Linked DNA regions of Mus musculus: region 2 is linked to region 1. Evidence: chromatin contacts called from public promoter capture Hi-C data. All regions are on one chromosome and are shown on one strand. Each heading gives the region's core, a stretch centred on a gene start, on an enhancer-like site or on the middle of the called end of the contact. The rest is flanking DNA. Distances are from core to core; before and after follow the strand shown. Region 1 holds the start of Gdap2 (ganglioside-induced differentiation-associated-protein 2). Region 2 holds the start of Rbm15 (RNA binding motif protein 15).

The links. Promoter capture Hi-C pulls out the DNA fragments that hold promoters and counts their contacts.
Region 2: a promoter capture Hi-C map of liver shows a contact between it and region 1, with 2.4 times the contacts expected there. The contact joins the promoter of Rbm15 here to the promoter of Gdap2 in region 1. A contact is called at or near these places in 1 of 39 promoter capture datasets (liver) and 1 of 484 Hi-C or Micro-C datasets (CD4 T cells).

What each region holds. Positions count from the first base shown.
Region 1 is chr3:100,160,099-100,164,731 of GRCm38.p6, forward strand. Gdap2 (ganglioside-induced differentiation-associated-protein 2) reads left to right here and starts at 2,365. Exons shown (of 14, transcript NM_010269.3): 1 at 2,365-2,567. It overlaps Wdr3 (WD repeat domain 3), which reads right to left and starts at 2,309. Exons shown (of 27, transcript NM_175552.5): 1 at 2,246-2,309; 2 at 922-1,124. The coding sequence starts at 1,092.
Region 2 is chr3:107,331,500-107,336,132 of GRCm38.p6, forward strand. Rbm15 (RNA binding motif protein 15) reads right to left here and starts at 1,790. Exons shown (of 2, transcript NM_001045807.1): 1 at 1-1,790. The coding sequence starts at 1,581.

The sequences.
Region 1 (4,633 bases), core at 1,115-3,614:
CATATCAACATATAACACATATTACACATATCAACATATAACACATACACATATCAACATATAACACATACACATATCAACATATAACACATAGTACACATATCAACATATAACACATACACATATCAACATATAACACATACACATATCAACAATTTCCAGTCACTGATACACGAGGATAAAACTTGACAAGCAAAGACCATAAGCTCCTCAAGAGGTCATCACGTCCTCTCAAGCTTGGTGCTGGTGTGTATGCAAATGATCCAGGCAATGAGCTAAGTTAGCAACTTTGTATCCCAGTGATTTCTGATACAGAGCTATAAACTCATCCTTGTTGTAACTCAACCTACAGTACTAACAGTTTCATCCCAAGAAGAAGCTCTGGGTAGCAACAGGCTTCTATATATTTACATCTATAAATCTATATGTAACTCATCTCACCTCCTGGGAGTCACACAGTAAAGAGGGATAATTTATCTCTTTGTGCTTAGCAAGAAAGGAATAGCTTCTGTCACAGTCAAAGCAGAGTGAAGCAACCAATGAATCTCATCAGTTATGGTTAAGAGAAGGACTGCACAACACAGCAGAATGACAGTCCTTTGAAATTCTACTGCTTTACAGCTGGCTGTGAGAACAAGCAGAACATGAAAAGCAGAACCGGTCGACAAAAGTAGAAGTTAATAATGGCTAAGAATAATAACCCATGAAAACGAACACACCCATTTAAGCAAACTCCTGCTTGGCTGTGACTTTCAGAACACAACAGAATCTGGTGCTAGCCGTCTAGAAAAATAAAAGGGAAGTGATCTCTTGGGGGACTCACACACAAATGAGTGCAGGCAGGTCAGTCAAGGCTCTCCCACTTCACCCTTCCAAGAGTCGGTGTCATTTAACGGTGTCCATTTCTTATTTCTGACTTACCTTCTCGCCTTTCCTTAAGTCCCAGATAAAAACGTGTTCACAGGCGGGTACTGCCACATAGCGTCCTTTCTCACCACGGAGTGTCACAAAAACAATGTTACCTTTTTGGCTGCCAATCAAGCCAAAGACAGCACTAGCCACATAGCGCAGATACTGTTTAGTAAGCCCCATGCTGGGCTGTCTGATGACACCGGGAAGGCAATCTGTGTAAATAAACAAAATTCAGTTTTTGCAATACAATGACTCTGCACAGCTAACAAACAGGAACCTTTTTTTTTTACATGATCAAAAGCATGTAACTTGGCACAGATGGTAAAGTACCTGCTGTAGTACCCGCACCCACACATAAGGCCAGGCACAGAAAAATGCAGGTCTATGACCCCAGCACAGGGAAGGCAGAGAGAGAGATTCCTGGGATTCGAAGAGACCCTGTGTGTAGATCAGAGGAAGCCCAGAGTGAATGGGTCCTGCTGACATGAATGTAGCCATGTCAAGGACTTCAATGCCCCAGACCAATAGGAGAGGCATCATGGTCCTTTGGTTCAAGTGGGATGTTTACAGTGTTCCAGAAAATGTTCACCATAGCCTTCTTCCCTCCCACCACACCACCATGTGTACTGACTGAAGACTGCTCCCCACAGACTGTCCCTATTGCAATTAGATATTATCTCTATACAATCACCCTGTCTCCTTGTTCAGTTGTAAGCAATAATCCCCTCTTCATTTTCAACTGTATATAATAAGCTCGCAGAGCTTATGGGGCTGCTGCAGTTCCTCTATCCAAAAGCTCAGACCAACCGATCTCAGCTTTTATGCATGTGTGTTCATGTGTCTGCCTTTTCTACCCAGTTTTCTCTTCCCTGCACTTTCATCTCCAGTTTGTCTTCAACGAGCTGCTGCACTGGTTTTCTATCTAGCACTTCCACGTCCACGATTTTCGCTTCAAGTCATAGTAACACGCTTGTTTATCGTTTTCACATGCACTGTACCTACCCGAGGGCTTTAAAGCTTATTTCTCAAATAACTTCGCTTGTTTTCCTTCCTGCGACCTGGTCACTCTCAAACTATCCCCCGCACCTAAGTTTCTATTGCACATCATCCCCGAAATAATCCAAGGAAATCGGGCAGTTCCAGCAGCCTCGCACTCCGGCCCGGGGGCAGCGCGCGGCCTCTGGGTTCTGCGATGCAGACGGCCGCGGCAAAGGGCTTCTCCCCGGCCTCCCTAGTGCCCTTAGCGCGGAGTCCCTCGCCGCGTCGGCTCACCGTGAACACCACTGTGCGGGGAACCGCGCCCCGCGATCCCTAAAGAGCCAGCAACACTCACCTCACTCTCCACGAGGCTCCAGCAGACAGCGCTGCCTACGAGACCCGCCACTTCCGGTCCGATTGGAAGTTTCTTCCGCCCGGCGTTTCCCTTACCTTCTAGGCGGAAGTGACGGCAGAGCGCTGTGATTGGGTGGCGTGGCGGAGAGGAAGCGGGTACCTTCGCTGTCAGATCGCTGTCGCCAGTCACCCTGGCCTCTGGAGACCGGTTCGCTTCAGCCTCCGCCTCTGGCAAGCAAAGTGTACGGATGTCATCCGCCTGAATTCTGCCACGGATCTGAGTGAGCTGCGGGCCGCCGCCCGGATGGGCCCGCCCGAGCGCTGTGAGAGAAGGGCGAAGCCGGGAAGGGAGGGCGACACAGTCGGGTGCGGCGGCTGGGAGGGATTGGGCTGGCGGGTCCTCCCGGGCTTTGGGCTTCGCACTCAGGGTAGGTTGGGTCGCCAAGCTCTGGGGACGCAGGTCCCCGGGATTTGCTGGGACGCGGTGCTGCGAGCAGCCCTGCGGGTGGCGGCTCTAGCAGAGTCCAGCCCGTCCTATAAATCGGGTTCCCTGTGGTCAGACGCTGAGCCCAGGATGCTGAGTTGTAAAAAGACCCCGCAGTCCCTGGAGTGACATTGACCTGGCTTTGTGTTTCCGCTTTCAGGTCACTTGAGAGGGAAGTGACCCTGGGCTTACTGGTCCTTAATTGTAGACTGAGACTGAGCCACTCTGTTAACGAGGAAATTAGCTTTTCTTCTCTTGCCCCCTTTTATCCTTGGGCTGGTCTAGAAGTTTTAGAAACGAGGTCTGATGTCTGTAGCTGTCTATATAACTGTACGTATAACTATACAAAAGAATTGATCCCTGCCATGGTTTACTGAACCTCTGTAGCCAACCTAGAAATTAGACATGTAGACAATTGTAGCTGACAGGTAGACTTGTCTTCCTTATTTTTTTTTTTTTTTTTTTTTTTTTTTTTGAGACAGGGTTTCTCTGTGTAGCTCTGGCTGTCCTGGAACTCACTTTGTAGACCAGGCTGGCCTCGAACTCAGAAATCCGCCTGCCTCTGCCTCCCAAGTGCTGGGATTAAAGGCGTGCGCCACCACGCCCGGCCTTTCCTTTTTAATTTTAGCTACTATTTACTGGGTAAGATTTTCTTAGTGATTTAAAACATGTCCAGCTCATCCTCTGTGTTTAAGAAAATTGTTTTGAAAGAAGAATCATTTGTAGTGGGTTGGATGAAAAGAAGGCAAGAAATCGTGATGATAAATTTATTCCAGGCTGGGGAGGAACATTTGGATAGATGTGTATGGACCCTACCTCCTGTAGATGCTGTGCATTTCCTTGTTAGAGATGGGAGATGTGTGCTTTGGTGGGGAAACAGTTTAGAAGATTTCAGGCCTGCCCAACCTTTAGACATTGCCAATTGATGTTGTCATCTTTGGTCGTGGGATCAAAGCCAGGTTTTGTCCACAACTTTAATACCAGCACTGGAAAGCCAGCCTGGTATGATATAGAGTGCTGCATCTAGCATCCCTATCACCACCCCTCCTTAGACAGAGTCTCACAAAGGCCCTGTTCTGGAGCTCTCTGAAGACCATGTTGTCCTTGAGCTCACAAAGATCCACCTGCCTCTGCCTACAGCATGCAGGAATTAAAGGCGTGTACTGGCCCGCCAGGCTAAACTAGCACACCTTAATCTTACATATTTTCTTATCCAGTACTTTAAGATACATTTTCTTATCTAGTACTTGAAGAACAACATTATTATTTTAAGTTTCAAATTGCACTCTGTATGAAGACTTGCAACTGAAGCATGCTCTGGTGTGTTTAATATGTAGGTGACACTGCTAATTCACCGGAAAACATGTGTTTTGTATGTTTTTTTGAATGATGATTTACAGTTTACCTGGGACCATTGATGAAGGTTAGAGGTCTGTTTTATTATAATGTATTTATTTGCTGATATAGGTGAGCACGGACATGTTTTCATCTGAGCAGCTTCCATTTGCATAAAGTAACTCTTGTAAATATAATTGATTTGGCATCAGGATGAATATGGTGGGTGCTTTCACCCTTATATATCCTGGGCATTTAAATATTGAAATACAGAGCCATAAAGAATAATAAACCTGTTATTTGCCAAAAGCAACAAACAAGCTGCTTAATTATTAGAGGTCAGATTCATGGTCCAACTCTATGTGTTTCCCAGACTTAGCTCACCTGTGTAAACATTTGACAGTCATCTTCTCCTCTTAGTTGGTTCTCACTCTCCCCCCCCCCCGCCCTTTTTTTAAGTGGCACCATTCATTTTGTTTTATTTTGTTGAGATAAGATAATTCTGGCTGTCCTAGAACTAGGACAGCTGGGCCTCAAATTCACTGAGCTCAACCTGCCTTAGCCTCCCAG
Region 2 (4,633 bases), core at 540-3,039, 7.2 Mb after region 1:
GTCTGCAAAGTCTACCCTGAGGCGACGATCTGGGCCACCAAGTGGGAATCCACGCATATGGGTCCAGGCAGCATGAGCTGCATCCAAACTTTCATACTGTATATATGCCCAACTGTCACCTTTACGGTAGTCTATGGTTCGAATGGTGCCAAATCGGTCAAATTCTCGTGCCAGGGCAGCAAGAGGCACCCAGGGTCCCAGACCACCCACCCAAAGTCGGGTAGTGGGTGTGGCTTTACCATAACCAATCTTGATTGGATTCCGAATTATAATTTTGCCAGACATTGCAAGTTTGGCCCTGTGAGACATGTCTAGATTCTCAAATTTGAGAAAGCCATAGGTACTGGTCTGGCCTCGAGAAGGCCTCTTAATGTCCACTTCTGTGATGACTCCAAAACGATCAAAAGCCCTTCTGAGATCATTTTCCGTCACAGTGATATCTAAGTTGCCCAAGAAAAGTGTCCGGTTGGCACGCTGATCGTCCTCAGGTGATATCTCATCCACTTCTCGGAAAGGAGCCGCACCTGCTCCAGCTCCCACCCTCGGCTCCAGGCTGTAGGCCGGGCGCACCCGGTCATAGAACGGATAGTCTCGTTCTCTTTCCAGCTCTCGGGGCAATGGTGGCGGGGGTGGAGGAGGCAGGCGGCCCAGGGCCAACTGCTGCAACCGGTAGTCTCTGTATCCCAGAGCAGCACCTCCAGGGGAAAGCGACCTCTGACCTCCCCCTCCTCCAGGGGCGTGCCGGTGGCTACCGACTGAGGTCCCGACCACGCTGGATGACGGGGCGTAAGCATCTTTGTCTAACGGGGAGCGGCTGCGGCGCCGGCTCACGTACACGGCTTCTATCTTCAGAGGCCGGTCATAGAGCACCAGGCGGCCTCTGGCATGCTTGGCCGCCCTCGCGTCCTCTGGCCTCCGGAAGTTCACAAAGGCTACCCGCTCATCCCCGCTGCCAGAACCTGAGAGGTGACTGATTTTGACACTTACATCACCGAAGCGTTTGAACTCGTGAAACAGCCCGTCCTCCACCGCCTCGTCGCTCAGCTGGGACCCCAGCTCGCTGATCTTCAGGGTCTTGTACTCCACGCCGTCCCCGCCGCCGGGCGCGGAGGAGGCGGCCCCGGAGGAACGTGACTCCCCGCCTCCACCCCGGGAGCTGCTGCGCGACTCGCCCCCGCCTGAGGAATTTTTGGTGCTCGGGGAGCTGTAACTGTGCAAGCGGCTACTGGAGCTGCCCCCGCCGGTCTCGTACTCGCGGCTGCCGCCCCGGCTGCTGGACTTGTCCAGATGAAGGCTCCGCCGCGACCCGCCGCTGTCCGTCTTCCCGCTGCTGCTCCCATTGCTGCCGCCGGAGCCCCCTAACTTCTTGCTCCGCTCCCCACGAGAACTGGAGTCCTCACCGCCACGGGAGCGCTTGGGCTTGACCGGCGAGCGCTCCTTTCCTTTCATTGTTGAGGGTCGCCGGAGGTCGTCTCTGCGGAGCTGACTAACCCGCCACCCCGCGCTCGTTTCACACAGCGGACTCGCACGCCGCCATCTTGGACTCCGCCGCGGCAAAGGCTCCCGCCCCGCAGACCTCATTGGTCAATTAATTCACTCTTCAGCCTTCTCATTGGAAAAACTATTTGTCCGTCTTTACATCTCCCCGCGCTCCGGGAAGGCGCCCGCCCCGACGCTGTTATTGGGTTCCCAACGCCCTAATCCCAGTACCTCATTGGTTATATTCGTTGTCTATCTTAACGGTTCCTCGCGCCAGGCTGTAGCTCCGCCCCTCGCACTTCATGGTCACCTGACCCAAAGCCTAGAAGCGTTGATTGGACAAAAACTCTGCCCTGTAACGGTACTTCTAGCACGGCGAACGCAGCGATCCCACCTTCTCTTCCCTTTCATTGGTTTGTGGCCACGTCTTTTAAATCACTATCGGGAAGTCTGGACATCAGTTCAGGCGTTTTTTCCTGAGAATTTGGCTCTCTCCGATCTCGCGAGAGACAAAGAGCTCGCTCGCTCACTCGCTCACTCGCTCGCTCTCTTTCGACCCCAGTCTTCCAACTTCTCCGGCGGCTGAAGAAAGTTTAAATCTGATTGGATGTTGACGAGGAACATGATTGGATAAAAGCGCTGTCCATCACTCACTTAAAGGAGTAGGCCCATAAACTGAGGCGTCTGAAGGTGAAAGACTAAGACCACGCGCTTGCTGTGCGACGTCACTTTGCTGTCGCGAGATGGTGACAGTGAGTCAGGCCCGCCTCCCCGCGCTTTCGGCGTTCTCTTAAACATTTGTTAGGTCCTTACGGCGTACTTGCCTGTGCTTCGGTCCTTCGAGTCTGGAACTTGCGGGCTCCTCACTGTCCTGTCTGGGCGGGACAATGGGCTCGGTGGTCCTTCCGGCTGCTGGCCCTCACTCGATCCGCCTAGGCAGCTGTCCCGGACAGTCCAGCCGACACCATCTTAGTTAGCTGCCTGAAAAAGCCCCACCCCCGTGCGCGAGAAAACGCCTGCCCCGGTCTGTGCGGCCCGCTGGGGCGGTGAGTTCAGGGTTCACAGAGCCTCGGGTCACGCTGACGCCCTGGGCGGTACCGAGTCACTGCCCGCCCGCGGACACAGGGAACAGCGCCGCGGAGCCCTGGCCAGTCTCAGTGGCCGCCTTAGGGCCCGCAGTGTCCTGCAAGCCCACTTACTGGTCCGACCTGCAGGACCACTTGCAGATTTTTGCTTCCTGCTTTATGTTGTGAATCCCTGTAAGGTTTGCATTTATAAAAGATGTGTGAGACATAATATAGCTGTGCTTTGCTTTAATGTGTCACACTTCTCACTGTGCGGACACTACATTTATCTCGTTTCTAGGACTCCAGCACTCCGATTAATCCATAGTAGGACCCAGTAACATGGCCACCTTGCTCCCTCCTATATCCACTTCCTTTGACTCCTTTAACCGTGATTCCCGTCTAAACGCCTCCCGTCTCCCACCTCTGCGACCCCATGCACCTGAATCTCTTAAGCTTATGTAATACTGGTGATCATGAGATTAGATGCGTAGTCTATCCCACTAGCGTTTACCTCCTGGTGAGAGGAAATAGGCTTTTTGCAGTCTTCCCAAAAATGTACCTAGGAGAGATGAGAAAGATTTTGGTATTTACATCTTCTAAGACTGAGTAGAGAATGTGTTTTAAAACAGGACATTTTACAAGGTGATAAGAATGCCCTTCCCCAAAACTTGAATTCTAAATTTATAAGCTACTTGAAGATTAGATACAGCAACCTGATTAGCCCTATTTCAACCGTTTTGTTTTGTTGGTATATAACCCTGAAATTGGTGAACAGTTGGGCCAAACTCTCTTGGTCACAGCAAAAAGATTTGAAAGAAGCTCAATATGTAAGTTATAAACCGCAAAATACTATAAAGCATAGACATATTTGTATATTAAAAGTAGCTGTTATGTGGCTTTTGGAACACCTGTATCCCAGCTGCTCTTGCGGATAGGATCACAATTGCTTTCTTCATTAGCTAGAGTAACTTGGTAACTTGGTGAGATTCTGTCTTAAAACCACCCCTACACAAAAGTCTGGAGACATAGCTCAGGACCCTTGGACACCTATGTGAAGCTCTAGGTTCAATTCCTAGTACTGGGAAAAAAAATTCTTTTAAAGATTTATTTAGCAGTGCATGATGGTGTACCCCTTTAATCCTACCACTTGAAAGTCAGAAGCAGGCAGATCTCTGTAAATTCAAGACCAGAGTTGTCTATATAGTGAATACTAGGCCAGCCAAGACTGTATAACGAGACTTTGTCATAAAAATATTTATGTGAATGTCTGTATGTATGGTAGTGTTCTAATATCCAGAGAAGCCAGAGAGGGTGATAGAGCCCCTGAAGCTGGAGTTACAGGGTTGTGAGTCACCAATCTGGGCCCCTGGGAAACAAACTGTAGTCCTCTGTAAGAGCAGCAAGTACTCTTCAACGCCTGAGCCATCTCTCCAGGCCTGCAAAAATAATGTTTAAAAGATGTTTAAATAATGTTAACATAAAATGCCATCAGTCAGAGAAAAAATGTGTATAATAAACTACCAGTTGTGGTTTTAAAAATCGTGGATTACATATATATGCTTACACTTTTATTGAAATTGTTACAGAGATTGCTCTTAGGGGCAGGGATTAGCAAGAGAAATTTTCCTTGTAGGATTTTAGTTTAAAAATGTACAATAGTAGGGTATTTCCTGAAGACCACCTCATGTCCTGAACACAGAGTCTCAGCAATTATAAGATCATGTCCGTCTTATTTTTCTTTAAGTCTATAATCCTATTCACATTCTCCCCTGCTCCATTATTCTGTTCCAGGCATGCCTGATACATTTTTGCCTCAGATGTGGAATCTATCATTCCTACAAGAACATTCCTGTTCTCTTTAGTGGAAAATGATACTGAAAAATAAAAACTTGGATATTGGGAGATAAAGTAGTTGTACACACAATCTCTAAAAAAGCATAAAGAACTTTTCAGAGGTGTGTTCATCTATTTTAAGATTATATGAATACTAAAAAAACAGGAATTGAAGTTAAACCTTAACCTGATTACTCAGTGGAATAGTCAATCCAGAAAAACTTGGAGTGACTGTTTTCAGCCTAAATTGATTA